Linked DNA regions of Mus musculus: region 1 is linked to region 2. A link is a contact called in public promoter capture Hi-C data. All regions are on one chromosome and are shown on one strand. Each heading gives the region's core, a stretch centred on a gene start, on an enhancer-like site or on the middle of the called end of the contact. The rest is flanking DNA. Distances are from core to core; before and after follow the strand shown.

The links. Capture Hi-C pulls out chosen DNA fragments and counts their contacts.
Region 1: a contact with region 2 is called in a promoter capture Hi-C map of adipose tissue. The contact joins two enhancer-like sites. A contact is called at or near these places in 1 of 484 Hi-C or Micro-C datasets (bone marrow-derived macrophages), 12 of 115 datasets of contacts at active chromatin or transcription factors (embryonic basal ganglia, embryonic stem cells, epiblast stem cells and 2 more) and 2 of 9 other capture datasets (adipose tissue and embryonic stem cells).

What each region holds. Positions count from the first base shown.
Region 1 is chr17:84,363,395-84,367,689 of GRCm38.p6, reverse strand. All of the region lies in intron 26 of Thada (thyroid adenoma associated), which reads left to right. Among named protein-coding and RNA genes, the nearest start is that of Gm24722, 26 kb to the left of the region's middle. Within about 2 kb of position 1,874, at least 103 of the 459 cell types and tissues checked have an H3K27ac peak or open chromatin away from gene starts, as enhancers often do. A contact at or near this core is called in adipose tissue, where this site is marked.
Region 2 is chr17:83,936,979-83,941,090 of GRCm38.p6, reverse strand. No RefSeq gene overlaps it. Among named protein-coding and RNA genes, the nearest start is that of Gm35229, 15 kb to the left of the region's middle. Within about 2 kb of position 2,035, at least 67 of the 459 cell types and tissues checked have an H3K27ac peak or open chromatin away from gene starts, as enhancers often do. A contact at or near this core is called in adipose tissue, where this site is marked.

The DNA.
Region 1 (4,295 bases), core at 625-3,124, 430 kb before region 2:
CATAAAATGTACTGACGAGCAAGGATGGGTTCCTGGGGATGTGGGGTTTGTTCTTGGGTTTGGTTTGCTGCTCATCTGATGACAGCCTTTTCTAAGAGGGAAACGGTTTGATAACAAATAGCCTTTTAAATTAAATTTAAGAGGTATTTAACAAAACTCATGTTTACATGGAAAAAACTCTGAGGCCTGAGGATATTAAGAACACATAAACAAATCCTCACAGAAACACCAGTCCATTTCATAAGCATTTATTTGGCCAGGAAATGCCAATTTCATATGACTCCAACTTTAAAAGTATTCATTATTGATTCTAAAAGCAAAACTTGTTTTTCCCCCTCCATTTGTTTGTTATATAAAAAATTATTTTATACATGAAGAAGAGTATAGATTGGATAAACGCAAGTGTATTTAGATTCCCTCATTATGTAGATACTCAGGGCTGCTACTTAAAAAGTTATGCTCTGAGTTGGAGAAATGTGTTTATTTGTTAGCTGACGTTTCTAGTTGGACCTGCTGGGGTTGGGCATGGGTGCTAACTGTATTAACTTCAAGAGAGATAGAAAAAAAGATTGCATACAAAATTGGATTTTAGTTCTAAAGGATTTCCTGATGGAACATCTACTTGCTGCTGACAATAGTTTCTAAGAATTTTTTAAAAAAATAAAGCATGCTACCTTGTAATATTTCAATAAATGTTGTATGTGATAAAGTATGTTAAAAGCCGGGTGTGGTGGCGCACGCCTTTAATCCCAGCACTTGGGAGGCAGAGGCAGGCGGATTTCTGAGTTCGAGGCCAGCCTGGTCTAAAAAGTGAGTTCCAGGACAGCCAGGGCTATACAGAGAAACCTTGTCTCAAAAAACAAAAAAACAAACAAACAAACAAAAAGTACAGTTAAAAACATCAATATAATATTAGTAAAATACACATCAGTTCTTCCCTCTTCCTGGCAGAACTTAGGTCTGCTGCCTAAGTCACTCAGAGGATACGTGCCTGAGAACAGAGCACAGGGGAAGTATTTCTGCCCTTTGAGTCTCTGACTTGATCCACTTTAGTTACTGGAAGAGAGGTTAATTAATGTAAAATTTCTTTAGTTTTAGTAATTCAGAAGATTAAAAATCTTTTGAGGGCTTCAAAAGATCATGGTGCACCATTGGAATTTGCCTTTAGTAAATGTAACATTTGTTTTCTAAAGAATTATAACAACATACTTAAATTCCAGAACAGTAAGCAAAATAGCTTAAGTTCACTGACTTGAAAAAACATTCTTTTATACTGCACGGTTCTAAAATAAATACTTAAAAGAAACAGAGAGCAAGCCATTCTATCTTGGATTTCATTTTCCTTCAGATAGAACAGCTAGAACAAACATTCTTGCTAGTTAGCATTGCCTGTGTTTTTATGAAGTTAATAACTAAGCTGTCAATCACGCCCTATATAAATACGGAGGTTGAATGCTTTCTGCTTCAGAAGCACTTTTATTTACAAGAGCTGCCAGCCAAGATTTCCAGAGCACTCCACGGGCTGTTTGCTTTGATCTGTGTTGAGGGCTGGTCTCTTTATACCTGTTGGTTTGCTCTTTATGATACCTTTGTGTGATCAGGTATTGGGAGAGCAGATGTGCAGAATAAACAGAGGGGAACCAGAGCTCAAGAGAAACCATGTAATTATGCACCAACAGCTCTAGAGCAGAGAATATTTTCCCAACTCCACTTAGCTGCTGTTATGACAAGAGGACAGATGTCATGGTGTTCACCCTGGGGAAGCTGGAGCTTTGCTTTAAGCAGCCACTTTTTATGGAGCGGTGTGCATACTCTGACTACAGCTTGCAGAGGTGGCGCAGGCCCTCCCTCCCACGCCTCTGCCTTTGCCCTTTTCTCACTTGCTCCTTCCTTGGGGAATGTTTACCACATGTCTCCGACCAAATAATCAGCTCTCTGTTGGGAGAACTACCTTTGAATTTTCAACTGGAAATGTGCCTTTTCACGGTTAAGGCCACTTTCAAAAACAGAATAGCGTTTTGGTGGGTCCCTCTGTGGCTTTGATTTAGAGTTTGTCCAGTACCGTGGGGAACTGAACACTGAAGGCCTTTGCACCCCCAGTGCCACCCCCATAGTCTTCAGTGAGTGAAAGAAGGGCAGAAAGGAAGAGGAACTGCAGTGCTTGCCTCCAAAATGACCTATTCTGAGGGATTTCTCCTTTTAATTAAAGCTGCCTTAGCATTTCCCATGACGTAATTACATTTGCATATTACTTTCCTCTAGGAAACTTGATGTTTGAAGTTTGTAACTTCTGGTTTTGTTTGAAACTAGAAAAGTTTTCCCTGTGTGTTTTAAACTAGAAATTTTATCATCACTTAACAATGCCTTTGGAGGGAAGGTTGGTTGGTTTTCAGGCCCTCAGAGGGTTCTCTGTGCATGGGCAAGTCCTCTTCATACTCACTGACCGTCTGGGCCAGCACTTTTCCCTCCTGTGACACTGGCATGACTCGGGTTTTCAATGGAAGGGCGCCAGTGCTTGGCTCCAGGGTTAGAAAGGAGGCCTTTTACTAATACGTTTTCTCCTTGCTTTCTGCCCAGAAAAGTTCTAAATCTCGTATTTCCAACAGTTACTATTGCAGTTTGTTGGGCTTCTGGTGTATAGCTTTTAAATATTGCTGTCTCTGATAGTCAGCAGAGGGTAAGTAATGCCCAGGTACCCGGTTGTAGCAACCTCCCTTGGGTACTTGCAGAGTAAAATTATTTGGTAAATGTTAAGGTAGATTAAAGCTTGGTTTTGAACCCGGTTCTCCTGCAGAGCCTTGTTGGGGAGCAAAGAAGTTGCCAGGAACCAGCACAAACTAGCTCAGCTGTAAGGCTATCTATAGCCTGTGTTCAGGCAGAAGCCTCCTAAGAGGTAGGAAAAGGCTGACATCACCTCTGAGCATCTTTAAGCCTTAGTTGTAAGTGGAGCTACAGGACAGCCAGAGACCAGGCCAGAGGAGCCAGAAGCAATTACAGAAGATGGGCCATGCTGCGAATACCAGTGAAGAAACTGCTGCTGCAGATGTGCCAGGGATGGTGGGGGGTAGAGGTGGGGACCCTCGAGCCGCTTAGTTGACCGATCCTGCCAAGTCCCCCCCAGTGTTTTTATTTTACATTCATTCAGGGTTCAAGCCTGTAATTAAATTTTCTGAACAAAGGACCTATTAAGTTACACCATCCAGATTGATGACTGACAGTTCTTCCTTCGAGGTACACAAGGAAATCTGTAGTGTGTAAAGCAAAATACAGACTGTAGTGAGGATTGAGGAGGAGGGTGTTACAGCGGACAGCAGGGTCGCCGCTCCAGCCCTTGGCCAGGTGTCTAGGTTTACCCTAGGATCTAAAACAGTGTCGGTGATAGGCCTTGTTCAGATATCCAGGAAAAATATGTGCATTTCTAACTAGTAGTGTATTGTTTTTTAAAAGCTCTCTCTGGCCAGTTCAGTGGCTCTGTGAGTAACGACACCAGCACGTGTGATGCTTTTGTTTGACCCCTGGGAGCTATGGTGTAGAGAATCCACTTGTACAGGTTCTCCTTGGGCCCTCACATTCTGTGACATATGCAGGCACACCCGCAGACACAAGCACACAACACTCACACACTTAAACAGTTATTTCTTCAACAGTTTAACTTAATATTATTTTTTGAAATAGGGTCTCCTATGTGAATCCGGCTGCCTCTGCCTCCTGAGAACTGGGATTAAAGGTGTGTGGCACCGCTCCTCCCAGCCCTAAATAAAATGTAATTTTTAAAAATCTCTCTCCACTTTTGTGTAGGCACCATATACTTGCTTAAAACATTTTCGCAGTGACCCACACACAATTTATGATGTTTATTCTTGGGCCCAAACTTAAGGCAGCTTCCCAGACTTGGAGAGCTCAGGGCTCAGCTCCATTAGCTTGGCATCTAGGCCCTCCACATCCACACCCATCCTGTCCATTGTTCCAGGCAAGCCAAAGGCATCCTGGCCTCAAAAGCATCTATGCTATGCCTTTTATTAAAGGCTTTCTCCTCCCCTCTAGCCTCCCAGCCGTCCTAGGAGAGGGAAATCCTTGCTGACCTTTAAGACCAAGCGTTATCTAAGCAGCACATGGGCTGACAGTGTCCTGGTTTACCCCAGCTCATGTGTGCTGAACCTTCCTGGAGAGCTTCTCTTTGGCTCTTGCTTACTGCTCAGGCCTCCATAACCATATTATTCTTCTCCCTCTCCCCCTGGTCCCCCTGGTCCCCCTGGTCCCCTTTCCCCCGGCCCCTTGGTCCCCCTCTCCCTCCT
Region 2 (4,112 bases), core at 786-3,285:
GAGGGGCACAGGTTGGAAAAACCTAGGGCAGTGAAGGTTTCAGATAGGTGACTCAACTCTGGAGAGGAGATGTCCCAAGAGATGAGGGTTCCAACCATCAACCAGCAGAAGGACCAGAGATGTACTGATGCGGACGGTGAGCACGGAGGATGAATCGGATCACGTGTGGTTTGCAGCCCAGTTTGGGAGGTGAGGTACAGGGATGTCTGCTTGTATCCTGTGCACTCAGGGAGAGTCTGGCAAGGAACTTATGGTCTAGTGCAGCTACAATGGGTGACTGCTGAGGCGTCTGTGGAAGGTGGCGGTGACCCAGAACAGCCTCAGATGTTTGGAAAAGGGGGTTGTGCTCACTGGGCTTCTTCCTTGCAGGTGCCAATCATTCTTTCTACCCAGCATGCATTTCTCCCCTCTCATCTCTAACAAAATCCTCTGCAAAATATGATCTTTCCAGCTCTAGCTGCGATACAACCTATTTCCAACAAATCTCAAGTACAAAGAGTTTTATGGCCAGGCTTTTTAAAGGTCATGTTTTCTTGATTAAAAAGTATAGATTCAGCTAATGTAAACTTGCCCCTTTCCTCCATTCTCTTGGCCTGGAAATTAAATGTGAAGGCTGGAAGTGACGAAGCCATTTGTGACCATGTGAACAAAGTCAGGGATGGCGGGGGTGGGGAGTAGCAGGAGTCTTAATTGTCCATCACTCTTAAGAGCTCATACACGTAACCAGATCACCTACAGCCAGGCATCAATGAAGCTAGGGACAACAGCCCTTACTTGTTTGGTGATTAAGTAACTCATAAGCATGGCAGCCCGGGATGCCTAGTTCTTCTTGGCTTGGTATAACCATAAAGGCAAGACAAGACAGGCAGACAAGAGTAACCAAAACAAACAACCATCAAGCACCAGGGATGTAAAGAAGTCCAGGCCATGTCCACTTCTGGGCCGTTCTCAACGCCAGAAGGCACCCTGCAACTCTCCATGATCAACTTTGTCCTCTTTTGGACTCTCTTATGAAACAAAGAATGACCTTGGTAATGCCAGAGAGGAGCGTATCTGTGGTCCTTGGCGTTTCAAGCCCCCTTCTGACTCCCACTGAGCCACTGGTCAGACATACCTCTTCCTATCCAGTCACTGAGAAAGGCCAGGAGATCACCATGAGGAATGAGTGGAGAGCCAGCCAGGACTAGGGAGGACAGGCAGGGAGGGAGACCTCCTGTCTAAAGAAATCTCATGGGCCCACAGCATGAAGTAGGAAAGAAGGCCAGTTGGACAGAAGGCAGGAATGGGATAGAGGCTGAGGTGCACCCCAGAGTTTCTCAGAGAGGCAGCCCCAAGGCAGAAGGCCGTGGGGGGCTTGATCTTAACGGAATGAAGTTCCCAGTCCCGCTGGTCCCCGGGTCTGTACTCCTGAGATGAGTGACTTTGGCAGCATGAGGCCAGTGAGGGACAGACAAGTGACCAGATCTGTGAGGTGGACTGGAGACAGGGCTTGTCCAAGGTAAGGAAGCGGCAGGGATCACTCTGTTCTCCACACCCACAACAATAAAGTGCTCATATGCATTTCCTGTTGGCAAAACTCTTTGGACAGACGTGATCATACCCAGTCAGTGGAGTAAACCCATAAATGGTGTCAGGCCCACAGAACACAGACAAAGGCATTTACTCCAGAGAGCTGGGGCCTGCCGAGCCCACTCAGGACCGTTGGATGCCAATTCACCCCGAATGCAGCGACCCTCGGGAGGTTTCTCCATTTATCTGTGTCTTCCTCAGAGGTCTGCTGGCTTCTCAGCTCTCCAGCCTCACTCCCCTTGTCTGGACAATGAGGGACTCAGCATAGAGCCCTCTGGGTTTACTGCAGTAACTCAGGGGGCCCGGGAAGCCCAACCTCTGTCACTGTGCATCAGAGTGCTAATAAGGTCACCTCAGCCAAGGCTTCTGACAGCTTACTGAGGACAAACTGTTCCCATCTCCAGACTACACCTGAAGGAAGGAACGACCCATGCGCAGCTGCCACCCAGTACCTGGCCACCGCTTCCTCGCTGAGTAGAAGTCCAGGCTGGGACCCAGGCCAGGCGCCTCCCCCACTCCCTGGAGGCAGGCGGCTGCTAATGGCTCTCCCCACAAGCTGGTTCATTAAAGATTTGTTCTGTGGAGTTGCAATCAAAATAAACAGACGGCCTGAAAGCCAGGGAACTAAAAACCAATTAAGAAGGAATAGAGATGGAGGGAGGCTGGGGGTAGGAGGAAAAAGAGGCCTGGGCCTTCCAAAGACTCGGTTCCCATAGCAGCCAGCTTCCAAAATAGTCTGGGAATGAAAAATAATGAAAACCACCGGGGAAAGCAAAGCTGTCCTGGCAAGAGAGTCCTAACCTTGGGATTGGCTAAATCCCGCTGCCCACAGCTCCCAGAGGGCACCTGGTGACCCGGTGACCTGCCCTTCCCCCACACAATCGTCTTCTTTTCCAAAGTTGTGAGTGGTGCTGCCCCTCTAACAGACCCTCTGCGTAGGCTCCGAGGCAAAGAAGCCACATCCAACCTCCACCTCATGGGTGGCCCAAGAAAGTGGAGAAATGTGAGGGACTAGGCATGTGGTTGTCTGAAAGGTGACAGTCAGTACATCAGGAAGCCCATAACACAAAAGGGCCCCAGTCTAGGTGCAGAAGTCTTCCCGAAGTGCCATTCAGACTGAGATCTCAGGTCTGAGTAGGGCTGGTCCAGAGACAATCCGAAGTCCCCTCAGGAGGCACCTGGATAGCAAGGCTGCAGGAGCAGGAGAGTGGGAAAGCTGAGAAGTGGGAGAAAGAAAACAAGCCTGGTGCGTGCTTCTTATCCCAACAAGGCTCAGACAGGAGGATCACGTTCCAGGCCAGCCTGGGCTACACAGTAAGATCTGGATAGATAGAAAGATAGATAGATAGATAGATAGATAGATAGATAGATAGATAGATAGATAGATAGATAGATAGGCAGGCAGGCAAAATGAAAAAATCAAAACCACTAAACCAGCAGCTCAATGTGGCTGACAAAGATTGTTGTGGGCAGCTCTGTGTCGAGCTTCGTGCTCTCGGCACTGAAAGTTCGGAGCTCTGAAGGTTCAGAGTCAAGGAGCAAGGAGTCCTGCATTGACCTACACAGCAGCTCTATCTCTTTTGTCCAGAGCCAGACTTTCTGGGGGAGCCCAGATCCACACCCCCTTTCTCACCCTTAGTGCTGGGAAACTCTAATGTGACTTTCCAGCAGTTTCTCTGGCGGGCCACCGCCGGCCAGGAACATGGCCAGTTAACCATCTCCAGATCCGTGTCTGCTCTCGGTTTTGTGTCATTGCCGCGGCAACGGGAAAGCAGAGCTCCTGGCCGGTCCACTCTCAGATGCCAAGAGAGAATTACTGCCAAAATGAAGTTAACCCTTTGCACCCTCCCCACCAGCCTTCCAGGCCACAGAGATGAACACTGTGGAGCGTGGTCCTCAGGCCCACAATCCCAGCATGAGGAAGCTGAGGCAGAGGGATCCCTGCTAGTCTGAGGCCAGCCTGAGCTGCAGAGAGAGGAGCCAGTGAGAGCTAAGAGAGAAACCATGCCCGGAAACAAAACTAAAACACAAAAAGAAATGAGAGCACCAAGTCTAACACTCACCAAAAGTTCAACCGCCCCAGGCAGGGCCTGCTCCAGAGAGACCCCGCCACCACCTGAGTGACAGAGTAGAGAGCAGCAGAGAACAGCAGAGGTGGCGTGAGGGTTGACATGCTCAGCTGCTGGAAGCTGCTCTCAAAGCAACTGCCTGTTTTCCCAAGAAACCCAGCCCATGACCGGCAGGAGCCTACGGGCACTTAGATGGACCCATGAAGGCAAAAGCATGGCCACTGTTCCCCCAACTCACTGAGGTACCAACCGGAACAAGGGGGCATGGGGCAAAGCATGCTGGCCTGGGAATCCAGAAACAAGCTGCCCCCAGGTGCCTGTCCTGTCCCCAGGTGGCTAGAACTATGGTCCGGTTGGTTTGGGGTCGGTTGGTTGTTTTAACTTTTTTAAATGAATTAATTTCGAGGGAGGAAGAGAGAGATACCACAGTGCAGCTGTGGAAGTCAGGGGACAAGCTGTAGGCTCAGGCCTTCC